2 separate regions of the Zea mays genome follow, and region 1 is linked to region 2. The links are chromatin contacts, called in public Hi-C maps. All regions are on one chromosome and are shown on one strand. The core of a region is the stretch at or near the end of the contact, and the rest is flanking DNA. Distances in the headings are between cores, read along the strand shown.

Evidence for each region. Hi-C and Micro-C count contacts between places; a contact is called where the count stands out from the background.
Region 1: a contact with region 2 is called in a Hi-C map of endosperm, with 2.4 times the contacts expected there. The contact joins the promoter of LOC100191932 here to the promoter of LOC103635889 in region 2. A contact is called at or near these places in 7 of 25 Hi-C or Micro-C datasets (bundle sheath, ear, endosperm and 3 more).

Annotation. Positions count from the first base shown.
Region 1 is chr8:130,498,389-130,501,135 of Zm-B73-REFERENCE-NAM-5.0, forward strand. LOC100191932 reads left to right here and starts at 1,326. Exons shown (of 7, transcript NM_001137356.1): 1 at 1,326-1,663. The coding sequence starts at 1,442.
Region 2 is chr8:130,232,336-130,235,436 of Zm-B73-REFERENCE-NAM-5.0, forward strand. It overlaps LOC103635889 (translocase of chloroplast 159, chloroplastic), which reads left to right and starts at 1,340. Exons shown (of 2, transcript XM_008658269.3): 1 at 1,340-2,782; 2 at 2,869-3,101. The coding sequence starts at 1,565.

The DNA.
Region 1 (2,747 bases), core at 76-2,575, 270 kb after region 2:
CAATCCGGCACAAACGAACAAGGCCTAAGGGGATGTTAAAGCGATGACTTGTGGTTGTGGTGTGGAAGAGCGACGGCCCCATGCAGTCGAACTCATTAATATCATTCAATTATTAGATCTTTTAAGGGTTATAATATTATATTTTATAATTAATTAAATTATATAATTAGCTCTTATGATAGGGATTCTATAGACATTTAAAAACGTCGCAAAACCATATCAAAAGAGTTTATTTAGACGGTTTTCAATAATTCAAGGGGTAGAATACCTGATTTTATAGATGTGGGTGAAATAGAGAACCATCAATAATTTAGCGAGTTAAGTAGAATTTTTTTTCCAATATGACGGTGATGGAGCCACCGAGGTGTATAAGGATTGGGTTTAGGATTGTAGAGAAGTACTATGATGGATCCCCCTCTTTAAGAAATAGAGCTAACGTGGTCAAATACAAAGGATGGATAGGGATATTACCACTACCACTTAAACTATCTAGGAGTCTAGATGTAAACACAGATAAGCTAAGGACTAAGCACCACACTTATAAACTCACTATTTGAAATTTGATTAGGGGAGGATGAATAGACGAAACTTGAAATTCTTATGTGTAGGAGTCAAACAGCTGCTAATCTCCTAACATCTCTTTAGTTTTGTGTGCTTGTGCTTGGGTTTTCTCCTAGTCTCTTTTTCGTTTTGTTTTGTTTTATGTGTTTGTGCTTGGGCTTGGTCCTGTTTTCATGGGGTGTATCTGTATTTTAAACCTCGGCTTTCTAGGCTTTTCCTCTCTTTAATATAACAGACAAATCTCTAGCCGGTTTGTTTCAAAAAAATTTAAGGGTGTGTTTGGTTGAGGAGTGAGGGAGAATAGAGTGGATCCATTCCAATTTTTTGGATGTTTGATTTCTAACAAAATAAGAGCGAAGTGGCTCCTGAATTTCATATGGAAATTTATCATAAATAGTTAGAACACTCTCGCTCCACAAAAATGACCGGATGCGAGCGTTCTCCCCCTCTCCTCTCATCTACAGTCATACGGCTCTCCAACCAAATAAAAAATAAAGTGGCTTCACTCTAATTTACTATTCAACCAAATAAAAATAAAACGACTCCGTTGTTTTTGCCAAACACAGTATAAAATAATCCATAAACCACTCTATTATATTAGACTATTCAACTAAACATAAACACAGTAAATATGATGATACCCCTCTCAATAAAACTGGTTTATTAAATGCGGAGAGACGTGTGGAAACCCTTTGCCAACCATGAGCATTTCTACACAAAAAGGAAGCCAAAAAAAACCCAAAAATAGGAGAAAAACCATCCCACTCCAATCTTCGAAGGGTCGAACTAGGCCCGTCAGAGAATCAGAGCTCTGAGGCTGCTCACATCAGGCCACCACCAACCCCTCACGTCGGCGGTGGCGTCGTCGGCGAAGGCAGAGATGGCGTCCGTGGCCGCGGCGGAGGTCGCGGCGGCGGCGCTCCGGTCGGTGCTGTCGCGCGCGCAGCAGGCGGCGGCGCGGGCGGGGCGCGCGCCGGGGTCCGTGCGCGTGGTGGCGGTGAGCAAGACCAAGCCGGTGCCTGTCATCCGGGGCGTCTACGACGCGGGCCACCGCTGCTTCGGCGAGAACTACGTCCAGGAGCTCATCGACAAGGCGCCTCAGGTTGGGTTGAATTGGTCACCCGCTTTCTGACTCCAATAGAATCTTGCTTTTGGTTCCTCCGCCGTGCAAATTGATTATCTGATAGAACATTAAAACTAGAGACAGCATCTCGTTAAATTAAGTATCCAAATTCCCGTGATCAATATCTTGAGAGTGACGAGCTTTGATTTTTGGGAACGTATCTCGTGCTCACGCTATGTCGGTGCTCATGTGAGCACTTTAAATCCTGACTGTTCCTATTTAATCCAACGATTAATGCCTTTTATTCACTTAAGCCCTCCCACCTCAGGTTCTTTTCTTAATTATTCTGTCCTTTTCCCTAATCCAACTGGCCCCGCGATTGGCCCCGTGATTGACGCATGCAAATACACATAGTATGATTGACGCATGCAAATACAAATAGATTGTACCACAGTTTTCAAGCCACTATAATAACGCACACAAATACACCCAGACTAGGTACTTTTTCTTTTGCGTGGCTTAGATAGTTCTTTAGATTTCTTGATTCTTTTACTCCTTCCCTTCGAGCGGACATCATTTGGTGGATGTATATATACTTCTTTCGGAATTTCGCAACCGATGAAACCTTCATACTCTTGTTGGCTAGTCTGCACCATAGTAGGTACAATCTGAGAAAGAGAAGCTTCTATGTTCATCATGCTTGCGAAAGGGCCTCTAGCTGAGTTGGTTAGGTGGTCTGAGTAGCACTCCTCAGGTCCTGGGTTCGACTCCCCGTGGGAGCGAATTTCAGGCTGTGGTTAAAAAAATCCCCTCGTCTGTCCCACGCCAAAGCACAGGTCTAAGGCTCAGCCCCGGTCGTGGTCGTTCTCACATGGGCTTCGATGCCGCTGTGTATGGGTGGGGCAGGGGTTCGGGGGTTTTCTTGACCTGTGTGAGAAGGTCTTCTTCTTAATACAATACCCGGGGGCTGTCTTACCCCCCGCAGGTCAAGTTTTTTTATGTTCATCATGCTTGACACCAAAAAAATCATGCCTTCTTTTGAACTCTTTGCTTGTTGAATCATGTCTTCTACCTTGTTGCGCACAGTTGCTACCTTTTTTCTTCTATCCACTTCATCAGCATC
Region 2 (3,101 bases), core at 90-2,589:
CGTGGTCGGTCCGAGCCCTGGGTTGGGCGAGGTGGAGGCTCCTCCGTGGTCGAGGTCGAGTCTGTCTTCCAAGGCCGAGGTCGAGTCCGAGCCCCTGGGTCGGGCGAGGCGGAGACCGTCGGCTGAGGCCAGGGCTGAGTTCGAGCCCTGGGGTCGGGCGAAGCGGAGTTTGTCGTCTTCCGGGGCTGAGCCTGAGTCCGAGCCCTAGGGTCGGGCGATGCGGAGTTCGTCGTCTTCCGGGGCTGAGCCCGAGTCCGAGCCCTGGGGTCGGGCGAAGCGGAGTTCGTCGTCTTCCGGGGCTGAGCTCGGACCCGAGTCCGAGCCCTGGGGTCGGGCGATGCGGAGTTCGTCGTCTTCCGGGGCTGAGCCCGAGTCCGAGCCCTGGGTCGGGCGAGGCGGAGTTCGTCGTCTTCCGGGGCTGAGCCCGAGTCCGAGCCCTGGGGTCGGGCGATGCGGAGTTCGTCATCTTCCGGGGCTGAGCCCGAGTCCGAGCCCTGGGGTCGGGCGATGCGGAGTTCGTCGTCTTCCGGGGCTGAGCCCGAGTCCGAGCCCTGGGTCGGGCGAGGCGGAGCTTCCTATGGCGCTCGAGGCCGGACTTGGCTGCTGTCAGCCGCACTCTGTCGAGTGGCACAACAGTCGGAGCGGCGCAGGCGGCGCTGTCCTCTTGTCAGGCCGGTCAGTGGAGCGGCGAAGTGACTACGGTCACTTCGGCTCTGTCGACTGAAGGGCGCGCGTCAGGATAAGGTGTCAGACCACTTTTGCATTAAATGCTCCTGCGATACGGTCGGTCGGCGTGGCGACTTGGCCAAGGTTGCTTCTTGGCGAAGACTGGGCCTCGGGCGAGCCGAAGATGTGTCCGTTGCTTGAGGGGGCACTCGGGCGAGACGTGAATCCTCCGGGGTCGGCCGCCCTTGCCCGAGGCTGGGCTCGGGCGAGGCGAGGTTGTGTCCCTTGAGTGGACCGAGCCTTAACTTAATCGCACCCATCAGGCCTTTGCAGCTTTGTGCTGATGGGAGTTACCGGCTGAGATTAGGAGTCTTAAGGGTACCCCTAATTATAGTCCCCGACAGTTACATATATAAATATATAAACTTAATTAATTTTATCTAAATTATAATTATTAAAATAAAATTCAATTACAACGAAACAAACCGGACCTTAGATATGCTTTTAGCATCTAATAATTAACTAAATATTTTTTGCTAGCTAACTAACTATTAGCTTTTGTCCGTTCAAACTTCCGTAGTTTGCTTGCTTGCCTGCGTTGCCATCTCACCATGATTTGTACTGTTGCGCAGTCGTGTCATTGTGTGGCGCCGTCTCATCCCAAAACTACACGCCAAACCAAGTAAAAACCAAATCTGTTCTTCTGTTAAAAATCCGAAATGGGAAGAATCCCACACATAAATATCCCGGAGATAATTTTATCTTCCCAGACTGACCTAAAACCCTCCTCACCTTATCTTCTCGTCGCCTCCCCTTCCCCCACCCTGCTTCCTCGAATCCTACTGCTGGTGCCGCTGTTTTCTTGCTTCGTTGCGTGCTGGCGGAGCAAGAGGCGGACATGGCCACCACCACCGACGCCGCCCCAGTCGCGCCCGTGGAGGAAGGGAACGCCGCCCCGGCGGCCGCCGAGGAGGAGCCGCCCAAGAAAGTCGAGGCAGCCGTGGCCACCACCGACGCCGCCCCAGTCGCTCCCGCGTCCGTGGAGGACGAAAATCCGGCCCTGGCGGCGGCGGCCGAGGAGGAGCTAACCGAGAAATTCGAGTCGGCAGCGGCGGCGGCGGCGGAGGAGGAGGTGGATGATAGGGAGGCGCCGAAGCAGGTCGTGGCGGATGTGGGAGAGAGGGAGGAGGAGGAGGAGGAGGTGAGATTGGAGGCGAAGAGTGAGGGCGTTGCGGGTCCAGAGGCCGAGAACGGAAAGGCGGAGGGTGTTGTCGTCGGGGGACATGATGGCAGGGATGTAAATGAGGCGGAAGAGGATCGTAGAGTTGGGAAGTTGGGCGCCGCGACGGCCGTGAAGGATGGCGGCGGCGAAGAACCGGCGTCGGAGGATGGAGAGGCGGCCGCTTCTGTGTCAGCGCCAGTGTCAGAGGTGGAGTCCAAGTCGGAGAACGGTGAATCGGGGGAGGGGGATCCTTCTCTGGCTTCCCCTGATGCGCCGGAAAGTGATGAGAAGGGCGAATTGCAGGAGGAGGAGCAGCATGATGAGGAAAGAGGTGCTGCAGTAGAGGTAAATGTTGTGGATAAGATAGCAGAGGATGTCGAGTCGCCTGTGGCTGAAGAGGAGAAACTGGTACCGGAAGTTGAGAAGGGCGAGGAGGTAGGTTCTGGGAGTGCAGTTGGTGGCGAGTTGAGTGATGAGGAGGAGGTTGAGGTCTCTCCCTCTCCTCTGGGCGAGGAGGTGGCAGAGGTGGCAGAACCACAGGATAAGGTAGCCCATGTTTCTGAAGCTAATGGTGAATTGGGTGATGGGAAAGAAGCGAGTGATGATGTGGTTGCTCTGGGAGGTGGAGAAGCCACTAACAAGGATGCTGTTGGTGATGATGTGGTGGCTCTGGGAGGTGAAGAAACCTTAGAAGAATCGACAAACAAGGATGCTGATGGTGATGATTCTCTGGGAGGTGGAGAAGCTTCAGAAGAATCGGCTAACAAGGATGCTGATGGTGATGATGTGGTGGCTCAGGGAGGTGAAGAAGCCCTAGAAGAATCGACCAAGAAGGATGCTGATGTTGAAGATGAGGCCATCAGGCCTGAGCCACCGAGTGAGGCAACTGCAGTGGTAAGTGAGCATCCTCAATATGATCTTGTCACTAGTAGCCTTGATTCTAGTCGGGATGTAAACAACTCAAATGATGACAAACCCAGGTTATGAATGATGGAAGCATAGAGGAGCTTGCCCCTGCAAGTGCTGAGGAGATCATAGACAGTGTGCGTGAGGATAGTCCTCAGAAGGAGCAGAGCGCTGAAGACCAGGCCGTTGCCGGTGAAGTGGTGGAAGATGTTGGTGTTGACAAGCCCACAGAGGTTGAAAATGTTGATGCTACTAGTGCTGATGGTATCCTCTCTCGAGAATTGGCTCCAGAATCAATCAAAGAAAC